Regions from separate parts of the Mus musculus genome. Here region 1 is linked to region 2. The links are chromatin contacts, called in public promoter capture Hi-C maps. All regions are on one chromosome and are shown on one strand. The core of a region is the stretch at or near the end of the contact, and the rest is flanking DNA. Distances in the headings are between cores, read along the strand shown.

The links. Promoter capture Hi-C pulls out the DNA fragments that hold promoters and counts their contacts.
Region 1: a contact with region 2 is called in a promoter capture Hi-C map of pre-B cells. The contact joins the promoter of Vrk3 here to the promoter of Cic in region 2. A contact is called at or near these places in 2 of 39 promoter capture datasets (cranial neural crest and pre-B cells).

What each region holds. Positions count from the first base shown.
Region 1 is chr7:44,744,376-44,749,912 of GRCm38.p6, forward strand. It overlaps Vrk3 (vaccinia related kinase 3), which reads left to right and starts at 4,254. Exons shown (of 15, transcript NM_133945.1): 1 at 4,254-4,276. Zfp473 (zinc finger protein 473) reads right to left here and starts at 3,974. Exons shown (of 5, transcript NM_001289836.1): 1 at 3,535-3,974.
Region 2 is chr7:25,265,539-25,271,044 of GRCm38.p6, forward strand. It overlaps Cic (capicua transcriptional repressor), which reads left to right and starts at 2,161. Exons shown (of 21, transcript NM_001302811.1): 1 at 2,161-2,218; 2 at 5,297-5,506. The coding sequence starts at 5,308. It overlaps Gm45974 (a long non-coding RNA gene), which reads right to left and starts at 5,299. Exons shown (of 3, transcript XR_001778066.2): 1 at 5,164-5,299; 2 at 4,947-5,075; 3 at 2,795-2,859.

The DNA of each region.
Region 1 (5,537 bases), core at 3,004-5,503, about 19 Mb after region 2:
TACCTCACCCTACCAAACATATCCCTGGCTTCCCTTTCTTTTTTATAAATCACAGCATTGGTGCCCGAGACTCGGATTTAGAAACTCAGAGGTTCACATCTCCCACTGCCACATGGGCAACCACCGGATCGCTCACTAGACCAATCTACCCAACCTTCGGAGAACTGGGAGCTTCCTCCCCCCACTGGTACGTGTAAACATCTGTCTGTCCCAAGAGAGAGCTGTTGAGCTCGCAGCCACCCTGTCGTGTCCTTGAGGACAAAGACATTCAGTCTTTATGACTAGTCTTCTCGCGGGCCCTTTGTTATAGGACCTCTAATCCTTGGGTAACCCTCTCTCTGTCTTGGAAGCAGTTTTTTGTCGCTGCTGAAAAAAAAAATCCTAAACATAGGTAAACTGTTCTCCCGTGGGCCCGGGGCCCACTCAACCACTAGCTTCCACATGATGACCCGGTAAACTAAGACTTGGATGCCTGCTTGTGTTAGCACCGCATCCCTGGATGCCTCCCGGTCTAATTCACAGGCCAAACTTGGTCTCTGTATTCATTAAGCAGCAGTATCTCTGCATAGCCCCTTAACTGGCACTGTGAAAAAAGCTCTCGCTAGAGATCCATAGGCAATTTCCCTCCTCCCGCATTCTCTTACTACCAGTTCCCAGCCCCGAGAAAAGTGCCCACCTGCACCCCGCCCACATCTCACTCTCACACTCTCTGCTCTGCTGAGCTGCCCCACATCGGCTGCCTAATTATCCTCAGCTCTCTCTTACCCCCTGCCTCAAGTCAGCTCCGCTATTCAGTGCTTCGTGGCACGTGTGCAAGCTCTTTTGCACGGCCTGAGCAGAGTCGCTAGACTAGAACACCTCTTCAGGCCCTAGCTCTCGCCCCCGCCCCACTCACTTGCCGCAACCGCTCCGCCTTCCCACAGCCATCCATCCCGCCCTTCTTGCAGGGACTTTGCTCGGCCACAGCGGCCACCACAGGCCGCCAAGCGAGCTGCACTGTTCCGCTCAGATTCATCTGGATGCCTGTCTCTGCTGTTCTAAGATACTTGAACTGCTGCCTCATCTTTCCTCTCTAGCGCTTTGCTTTTTCTGCCACTCATGGCGCAATAGTTTCAAGGAAGATGGCGCTAAGGCTGAGATTTCTAAACAGTAAAAGGTTAAAGATCACTGCCTTAAATACAGAAATCTGCTAAATATAATAACGTTTAAGTTTATGACAGACAGAGACTTCCAAAGCCTAATAGTGACTCCCCAAGGTCTCCGAGAAGATAATGGACACAGTGACAAGACTGCTGGATTGTGATATGACAACCACTGAGAAGCACCAATCCATTGCCTTGTCCCCTGCCAGGGCCTGGTCTATACTGTGGACAAACAAGATACCCTGAGAGTCAAATGTCTTATAATGCTTAAGTCAAGGTTGGTCATTTCTCATTTCAAACGTATTTACTCTGCAGGAAAAAGTTTTTCATCTTCTGGGCCTGACAGACCGACTCTGCCCAAGTTGCCATGGAGACCACAGGGACCTGGAAACTTTTTGGACTATAGACCAACCTCTGTCATTTTAATTAATACATGACACCTAGATTATAATTTATTCTTCCCAGATTTGACAGCTAAGCTTGATGGCTAGAAAACAGACTTAACTCCTTACTCTAAGGTAATCCACAACTATATTAGCTCATTAGTCAATTTGTTAACTAGCTAAGACTACCAGATCTCTTACCAAAGTCAGACAGGTCTGCCTTGCTCGCAGACTTCATGATAACGATACACAAGTTCCTATGTAACCTTTCACAGGTGTAACCTTCTGCTACTTCCTTATCTAAACTCGCTCTCCAGTGACTAAACGCTTCAGATTTCCTCTCCTTGCTATGCCATTGTCCTAACATTAACCAGTGGAGTTCTTGTAAACCAGCCTAACCCTAATAAAAGACATTCCACTATATGATCCACTTTCATATTCACAAGTTCAAATACAAGTTTCCTTGGTTGTCTTTTAACAATGGACTTAAGGTTGTTTCTCATTTTACTATATATATACATATGTAAATATATATATATACATATATATATATATATATATATATATATATATATATACATATGTAGAAATATATGTACGTACACATTCAGTATCCTAGACAGAAAAAAAAAATCCCTTCTTGCTCCTTCTGCTCCATGAAAAGTTTTTGTCCTCCTTAAGCTCATCTTAAAGACTATTCATGCTGTTAACAAATTTATCTCTTTTATAAACTTACAAACTACAGGAAACCCACTCCAATCTACTTCTTATGGACTAAATAGTCTCCATCCAGGTAAGTACACCTGCCAAGCAATAGCCTACGTTCTCACTGGCTACCTATTCCAGAGGGTGAGATTGCTCTCCTGTTCCTGGGATTGGGACTCCTCTTACCCCAAAGACCTAATTTTTTTTCTCCCAAACGTACTTAACTTTATTCTCTACCTCCTGTGTGTGTGTGTGTGTGTTTCAGCATCTTGCCAAATCCAAGCGTTTACTCAAAATCTACACATAAGACAGCTCCAGAGAAACAACCCATAGATGCTCCAATTTTCTCTTACAGCCACAGATACTTCTACTGGACCTGCTCCTTCTGATCTATCCACAGTTGGTTCCACAGACCCTGAGCAGCAAGGACACAGCCAATTCTCCTAAGACTTCACCAACATCCCCACCCCCATCTTCTTAGGTTTCCCAGAGACACACTGCCCCAATAACAACAGAAAGTTAGCTAAAGATCATGATGACCCTATTTTTTGCTTCACCGTTGCCTCTTTCTAATTTTTCCTTTTTTAAAATTAAACCAAAACAAAGGAATGTTAGCATTTCTTCTACACTCCACTCCACAGTTACCTGGCAAAAGCCAGGTATGCCTGACTCACTATAAAAGGGGCTGCTTGCCCCTCAGTCCCCACACTCTCTTCCTTCTCTGTCCCTTCTTGCCCTATTCCCCTCTCTCTACACGTGTTCATGGCCGGCCTCTACTCCCTCTCCCTACCTTTCTCTGTCTCTACTACCTCTCAACTCCCCTCCCCATGCCCTAAATAAACTCTATTCTACACTATACCCACTGTGGTTGGTACCTCAAGGGGAAGGGATGCCTCAGCATGGGCCCGCAGAGGCACCCCCTTCCCCAGCACCATACCTCGCCCTACCAAACATATCCCTGGCTTCCCTGGCTTTTTAAATAGAACATAACAGTATATATTTGAGATGCTCAAATAATAGATACAAATAATCTTTCCTTTTAAATTTGTTTATGACTGCTTCAAAGTGCTATGTGTGTACACCTAAGTGCCTTTAGAAGCCCAAGAGGGGGTTTGATACCCCGAAACTGAAGCAATAGATGTCTCTGGGCCATTATTGTAGGTATTGGTCGCGAGAGGAAACCCCCGCTTAAGAGCCGGGCCTACGCCCGGCTGTGAGCACTCAAGGGTTCAGCATTCTGTCAGGGCCTCCCACCCCGGCCACAGAGGACTAAGGCCATGGGCGCCTGGGCTTAGTCTCCGTACCTCGGCATGGCTCCGTGTCTCCGTACCTCAGCATGGCTGGCAACCCAAAGAACATATGCTTTCCAGGATCCCAAGAAAACCCAACTCCTCATGAGGAGGGCTCCCTCAGAGTACAGGGGGAAATTCCTCCGAGGAAGTTCCGGTTCCAGAAACTTCTCCTCAAATTTATCCCACCCAGGTAACTCCGCGCCAAATTCCAGGACCCACCACCTGTGGTCTCCACCCACTGAGCCCTCTAGGAAGTAGAGAGGAAACAGATTCATGGCTAAGTGACACCAAGGTTGGATGGCCCACTACCCTGTTATAGGACTACTTTCACCTTCTACACCCCGAAAATTCCATTTGGAGGTGACAGCGGGTTGCCATAGATACAGTTTGAAGGCAAAACTGAGATTACAGAGAGAGCACAGAAGCAAGGAGAGTTTAAAAATGACAACAGGACCTTTGATTGGTGGCTGTCACGTATTTCATCAAGATTGACGTCAGACATGCGCAGTAGAAGGAAAAGCCCGCCCCAGAGAAGGCCGAATAACGGTGAGCAATTAGGGGGATGGACTAATCAGGCGTGTCGCTCAGGCTTCTGGGAAATGGAGTTTCCAGCAGGGCACAGCTTGTCCGGATGCCCTGTATTAGAGGAAATAGGCCGCGTCTGCTCGCTGCTGTCGCACGGCCGGTGGGGGATGCGCGCGCAGCCCCTCCTTCACCCTCCCTCCCCGGAAGTTTCTGCGGGGCAACTGTAAAGGTGAGTCCAAGTTTCTGCTCCGGATCGGAGTGAGAGTCCGGGCCGTGAGAAACCCCGGCGCCCACGGCTTTTTCACAAGTACAGTGATGAGGAGCCGCTCGCCCGGCAGCCTGTGACGTCACTGCCTGAGGAAGGCGGAGGCCGACCAAGGCTGGGGTTCGGGGGCGGGAGTGGGGGGAGCACCCACTTCCTCTGTTTTGCTGGGAAGGTGTTGGGCGGAGCCTGTGAGGAATGTCAGACACTCCGCCTCCGCCTCCACGGGTACCTCGTCACTGGTTTCTTTGGGATTGTGGGGCCCGGTCCAGTCTCTGCTACTTAGGGAAGTGTTAGTCCCACACCTGTGGAATTTAGCCTTTGGTACTCTGCTGTGCTGCGTTCCTGCAACAGGAGCATAGATGGTAGCAAGCTGATGGTCATACGTAGGATAAATGAACTAAACAAATGGGTGCATAATAAAAGCCGACTTGAGTATCAGTAGTCGGAACTGAATGTGCAGCCTTAGACAGGAGACCTCAACACTCAAGATCCGAGCACTTACTGTATGCAAGGATCTGTGCAACAGACACTTATTGTATTATATACCCGAACTGCCACCTCCCCTAGGAGTAGCTCTAAACTCAGCAATGTTCTAGCACTTGGGAGGCTGAGTCAGGAGGATTTTTGAGAATAGTGAATTCCAGGACAGCCCAGGATGGACTACATAGTAATGGGCACCTCAGTTTAATTAAAGCTGGATGTACGCTTGGGTAAGTTTCAAATGCTGGGGGATCAAAAGTTCAAGGTCGGCCTAAGCTACATGAAACACTGTCTTTAAAAAAAGAATCCAGCCCTGCCTAAGGACTGGAGAGTTGGTTCAATATTTGAGTGCTTACTGTCTTCCGGAGGACTCAAGTTGGTTCCCAGTTCATGACTGCCTGTAACCCTAGTTCTAGGGAATTAGGGATTGGCCTTCACACGGGTTCATATGCACATAACTGTAGTGAAAATTCTGGAATTTTCATTTCTTTAAAAAAAACACAGAAATATAAGAATATGTTTTTGTTTCAATCCCAGGAGTGGGGCTATGGGGCTGCTTCTCCGCAGCTGACTAAGCTTTGCCTCCTGCTCCAGCAGCTCATGATTTTGCCAGCTGCACATAGTTTCTACAACTGTGTGACGTTTGGAATTCTGGGAACTTCTCAGAGAGTCTGTAAATACTAGGGCCTCAACTGGGTACCGTGAGAGTTGTTTGGTGGGGGTGGGGGATGGGGGGGGTATTGCA
Region 2 (5,506 bases), core at 911-3,410:
GGTAAACGGATCTGTGTGCTTTCCCTTAATATTGCTTTATTACAAGTGCTCCTAAGAATTGATATTTTGACATATAGCTAAGTTAGATTCTAGGCAGTCCTTGATCTGACCTTGGGCATGGATAGCTAAGTCACTGCCCTACACAGAAATTTACCATTATCTTTTTTTTTTTTTTTTTTTTTTTTTGGCTTTTGGCTTTTGGTTTTTGGTTTTTGAGACAGGGTTTCTCTGTGTAGCCTCGGCTGTCCTGGAACTCACTCTGTAGACCAGGCTGGCCTTGAACTCAGAAATTTGCCTGCCTCTGCCTCCCAAGTGCTGGGATTAAAGGCGTGTGCCACCGCTGCCTGGAAATTGACCATTATCTAGGAAGATAACGAGGAACCAGAAGTAGATACTTAGAACCTAAAGTGACCTAAAGAGGAACCAGAGTAGATACTTAGAACTATAGATAGCTGAGTTACACCCAAACGCAAGTATTTACAATGGCCTAGGGGGAAGGTGGACTATACAATAGACTAGAGTAGGAACTATGGCAAGGGCACAAGCCCCTGGCTTCTAAGATTAAGTGGACCTTAGGTGGAGCTGTTTCTGATCCCAGTTGTTAACAGAATTTTATCTCAGTTGGTTCCTGCCAGTTCTTCCGTGTTTGCATTCCTCTGTTTTGTGTAAGAATCCAGTAACCTCTTTGTACCTTGCTGGTGTCACCCATCTTCCCTATTTTCTTCTGTATAAAAAGTTTGATGCTCAATTTGACAAATTACATTCAGATCCACACTCCCTTGTGTTGAGTCTGTCCATCCATTCCCGCTGACTCCTTGCCCACCTGAGACTAGAGACCCGTTCCATGCAGACAAGGGATCAATAGGGTCTGCGGCACGGTGGGAACTTCCTGTAGATATCGAGAAGTTGCCTCACTGTAAGTGCCATAGATAATGGGTGCTTTTTGCATGTCCTATGTGAAGCAGCCATATATCCCAGAACATTCTCTTACAGAGCATAGTGCAAGCATAAGGAAAGCAGAATAACTAAAAGCAGCTCAATGAGAAAGGGGTTTATCTCAACTTATATTTCATCAAGCCCATCTGAAGGGGCGTCAGGGCAGGAACTCTGGGCAAGAATTCAATGGGGAAGCCATGCAAGAACCCTTCATAATGGCTTGCTCTCCATGGTTTGTTTCGCCTGCTTCCCAGGACCACTTTCTCAGGGGTTGCACCCACCCACAATGGGTTGGACCCTCCTACACCAACCACTAATTAAGATAGTACTGCACTGACTTGCCTACAGGGCAATCTTTTGGAGACAATTGGGGTTCACTCTATGTCAGGATTTGGTACTTGTGTCAACTTAAAAACTAACCAGCACCAACAGTAAGATGTGCTACAATAGACCAGATGTGTGTGTGTGTGTGTGTTTCACTATTACAGTCTTGAGTATCCATCATATGCAAGAGAAACCTTCATTAGAGGAGGAGTACACCATTCTCCATTATCCTTTGATCCAAGGGAAACCTGATGGGAAGACTGAAGCTAGGGATAGTCACACCTGGTGTAAACTCGGCACCGGGGCAACAGCTGTCTATGCCTCAGAGGGTATGTGGCACATGCTCTTCTCCTCACCTCCGGTGTGACACCCACCCCAAGATTTTTACACATCTTTCCTCAGGTGTGAAAAGCCATAGGGCTATTCGCCTTCGGAATGAAGTGTGAAACCCCAGGAAGTGACGCAAAAGAAAAGTTTGGAGATTGGAGGGTGCGATCAGAAAAGTGCGCCGTCCTAAAATCAAAAAGTCTTGGAGTTGACATCACGGCCACAGGCCACGCGGGTTGCCAGTACTGCAGAGCGCGCTACCCTACAACCGCAGGTCCTCTCTCCTTCTGGTGGCAACAGGGCTTTCCGCGGGGCCGCGCCAGACTTTTTGAGACTGTTGATTGGCCGTAGTCCGGCCACCCGACAGCCAATCATGCAGAGGAAAGGTGACATCACTAGTTCTCCTCCCATCCCCCTACCCCAAACTTCTCTACTCTGGTTTACCAGCACCAACAACCACGTGGGGGAGGGGTAAGAGAGTAGAACCGGTGAGGTCATTGCACCGCCCCTGCCGTTGCTGATTGGCTGCGGGGCTCGCGGGTGTCGGTTGGCTGCTCTTTGCACCTCCCCCTCGTGCCGCTACAGCCGCCTCAGCGAGGAGCCACTGGCGACGCCAGAGCCAGCAATCCGGGTGAGTCGGGGCCCTGGGTCTAAGATGTTCCCAGTGTCCAGCGAGACTCAGGAGGAGCTGCCCTTTCCGACTTTTTCTCTTCGCCCGGGTTCTTTGGAGCTCCATGCACTCTGTCACATGGGAGTTGTAGTCTGACTTATGCTTCTGACTACGGGCCGGATACAGAAGAAGACTACTATTCCCAGCAGGCATTGCGTTCAGCTGGTCAACAAACCCTCGGGCCACGCCTCTCGAGCTTGTTTATTGGAGGGCATATCCTTTAGTCCCGCCTCCCTTCATTTTATTGGTTACTGTCCCTCGCAGGGGGTGGTTTCTTGCTTAAGATGGATGGTGATTGGGTACTGTAATTGTCATTCGGCATATAAATAGTCTGTTAATTGGTTAAAGGAGGTGTCCATTACTTGTTGTAAGGTAGAGTTCTAGGCAGATCAGGCAGTCGTAGGCTTAGGTTGGTGTCGGTCCCGGAGGGAGGCCGGTCTTGGAATTTGACCCCGCCCCTTGGCGCTGCCGGAAGAGCGCAATTGGTGGTAGCAAGTGTCGCTTGCGGATGATAGGCGGAGCCGACTAGACAGCGAATATCTATTGGTCTAGGTTGGCGCCGGTCACCGGGGTTGTGGCCGTTTATTGGCTGGTTGCTCCAGCTGTTGCAGGTCCATTCACCATTTTGTGTGTTGGAGTAAAAAAAAAAGGGAGAATCGAGAGGGAGAGCCGGAGGGGGGGCGGGGAGGGACCGGACCGGACTGAGCCGGGGCCACGGCCCCCCGCCCCGAAACCCCGCGGAGCCCGAGGTGAAGGGCGGGGCTAGGGCTGACACTGCGTGGGGGTGGAGGGGAGCTGGAGGCCGAGAGGGGACAGGTGGCAGGGACGGGAAAGGGGTACAGGGCAAAAGAGGTGGGCGGAATGGTGTGGGAAGGGGTGACAGAGTGGAAGAAGTGGTAGGAAGTGGGGAGTGACAGAAAAGGAGCAACTAGGGGAGAGTACTGATAACAGGAATGGAGGGGTAACAGGATTAGATCAGGGTGACAGGGAGAGGAAGGGGACCGAGTTGGAGGGGGTGATAAAGAGAGGCGATGGGCAGAGGTGTCAGATTTGGAGGTCTAGAGATGGCCGACAGAAGAGTGAATAGGAGGAATAGGTGATATAAATAAATGGGGGTGACCAGCGGGGGGGGGTAACAGGAGGGGGCCTAGTATCTGAGAAAATAAGGTAGAGGTGGTGACAAGATGGGAGAGAGTGGCAAGCGAAGATGGTGTCAGGAGGGTGGATGGAAATAGAGAGGATGAGACCCTAAAGGGCATGGGGTGGCCTCAGCTTCAGGAGTTTCACGTTCTGAAAGGGAGGTGAGGGCCCGCGGGACCCTGGGTAGTAGTTAGCTATGGTGCACAGGAAGAAGGTAGGCCCCAAGAAAGAGAGGTCTGGCTCTGGGGTAAAGAGACCAGTCCAGGTAACAGGGGTAAGGGATGTTGGCTGGTGTGCTTGTAGGCCCTGGGTGGGGTGTAAAGGTTTATGTTTGGACAGTGTTTGTACCAGATCTCAGGCTCCTGAATGGTGCCCTAGCAGGTCAGTGGGGAGATGGCAGTGGAGTCGGCTTAACTCACAGCACCTTGGTGCTGATCCCAGGCCCTTCAGAGTCTGCCAGTGAGAACCCCAGAATTGTCCCACAGAAGGAGAAGGCCTCAAGTCGGAGAGCATGAGATCTGGGATCGCAGTCAGCCTGAAGACTGTCAGAGGGGTCTCTGATTGTGTTTGGCGGAATCTAGGACAGCTAATGTTTGGCTTCTCAAGTTTTCCAAGTCACTCTGGAGTAAAGTTTTAGGGGTTTTGTTTTGCCCTTTTTTTTTTTTTTTTCTTCTTTTCTCAGGGCAGCTTGAAAGGGGGCGGGCAGAGTGACTGTTCAGGAAGTGGGTGAGGTTGGCTTGTTGGGCTTGTCCTGCTGTCTTTGACCTCATCCTCCTTACCCCCACCTGGAGCTGTCTGGGCATATTTGGGTCCCTGAGGGTGCTGGCCATTTCAGACACCCTGCCCAGCCTGCTCAGTCTGGGTGAGGATACGTGCAGGCCAGAAGTGAGGGCTGGGCTTGCAGGCATTGCTCTGGGTGCTGTTGGGGAAAGGGGAAGACTCCCTCCTGTGTAGTGGGACAGAGAAACCCTGGGGTGTGCAGTTCTGTGTCCCACTGTGTGATGACGTGTGCTGCATTTGTGCGCGTGCGTGTGCTCATGTACAGTCCTGTGGCAGTGCTGGTGTGAGCTCTTGCCCCAAACGTGCCCCTGCCTACTCCCTGCCAGGACCTGGGAAGATGGTTGTACCTGGCAGACCTGGGATACTGAGCAGAGTGGGCAAGCATCCCTAGGGACTCTGAGCTGCCTACTCCTTCCCACAGTACCTGGCCATGCATGACTGCCTGTAGGGGTGGAGAGAGAGTAGAGGGAGGAGAGAAGCTTGCATCTCAGCTGTGTCACCTCCTTTCTGTGGCTTGGTGCTTATGTGCGTGAGTTTCTGTGTGCATTTGTGTGTGTGCTTTCTAGGTGATGAGAGTGAGAGCAAGCATGATGTGTGGGTCACATGATTGGCAGCACAGGGCAGTGGTTAGGAGCTCAGTTCTGTGGCCCTAGAGCACCTGGGTTCAGACCCGACCCTCCCCTGAACCCCCTGCCCTGGCTGCTTTGTATGTGGATGATCCTAATCCAAGCACCAGTCTCTCTGCACCTTGCTTCATAGTAGCACTCACCTCTTAGGGCTGTTGGGTGGAAAAAGCAGGCAGCTTAGCAAAGGGCTCAGGACAGTGTGATTGCTCCATGGTGTGAACTCTCAGTGATCCTCACACTCCTGGAGTCTGTTTGTGCACATTGCATGTCCCCTGCAGAAGGAGCAGGGAGTCAGGGTTGTATATGCTCAGGAGACCCAGCCCGGTGCCAGTCTGTGTGTGAATGTTTGCCAGAGCTCACGTGAGCTAGAGGTAGTCTTGTGGGTCATGGAGCGGAGGCAGTCAGCTCAGCAAGCAGAAAGACCCGAGGGGCCCTGGGTCTGTGGGTATTCACAGTCCCTTCCGATGATCCCTGCTGCTCTCCTGTCTCACAGGTGGACAGACGATGAAGCCAATGAAGAAGGCATGCCCTGGCCTTGCAGGTTCCGCCAGTGGCAGCAAGTCCCCACCAGCTACCAGGGCCAAGGCTTTGAGACGGCGAGGGGCCGGGGAGGGTGACAAGCCAGAGGAGGAGGAGGAGGCACAGCCACAGGAGCAGGCAGGGCCAGAAGAGGCTGAAGAGGGTGAGGAAGAGGAGGCTGAGC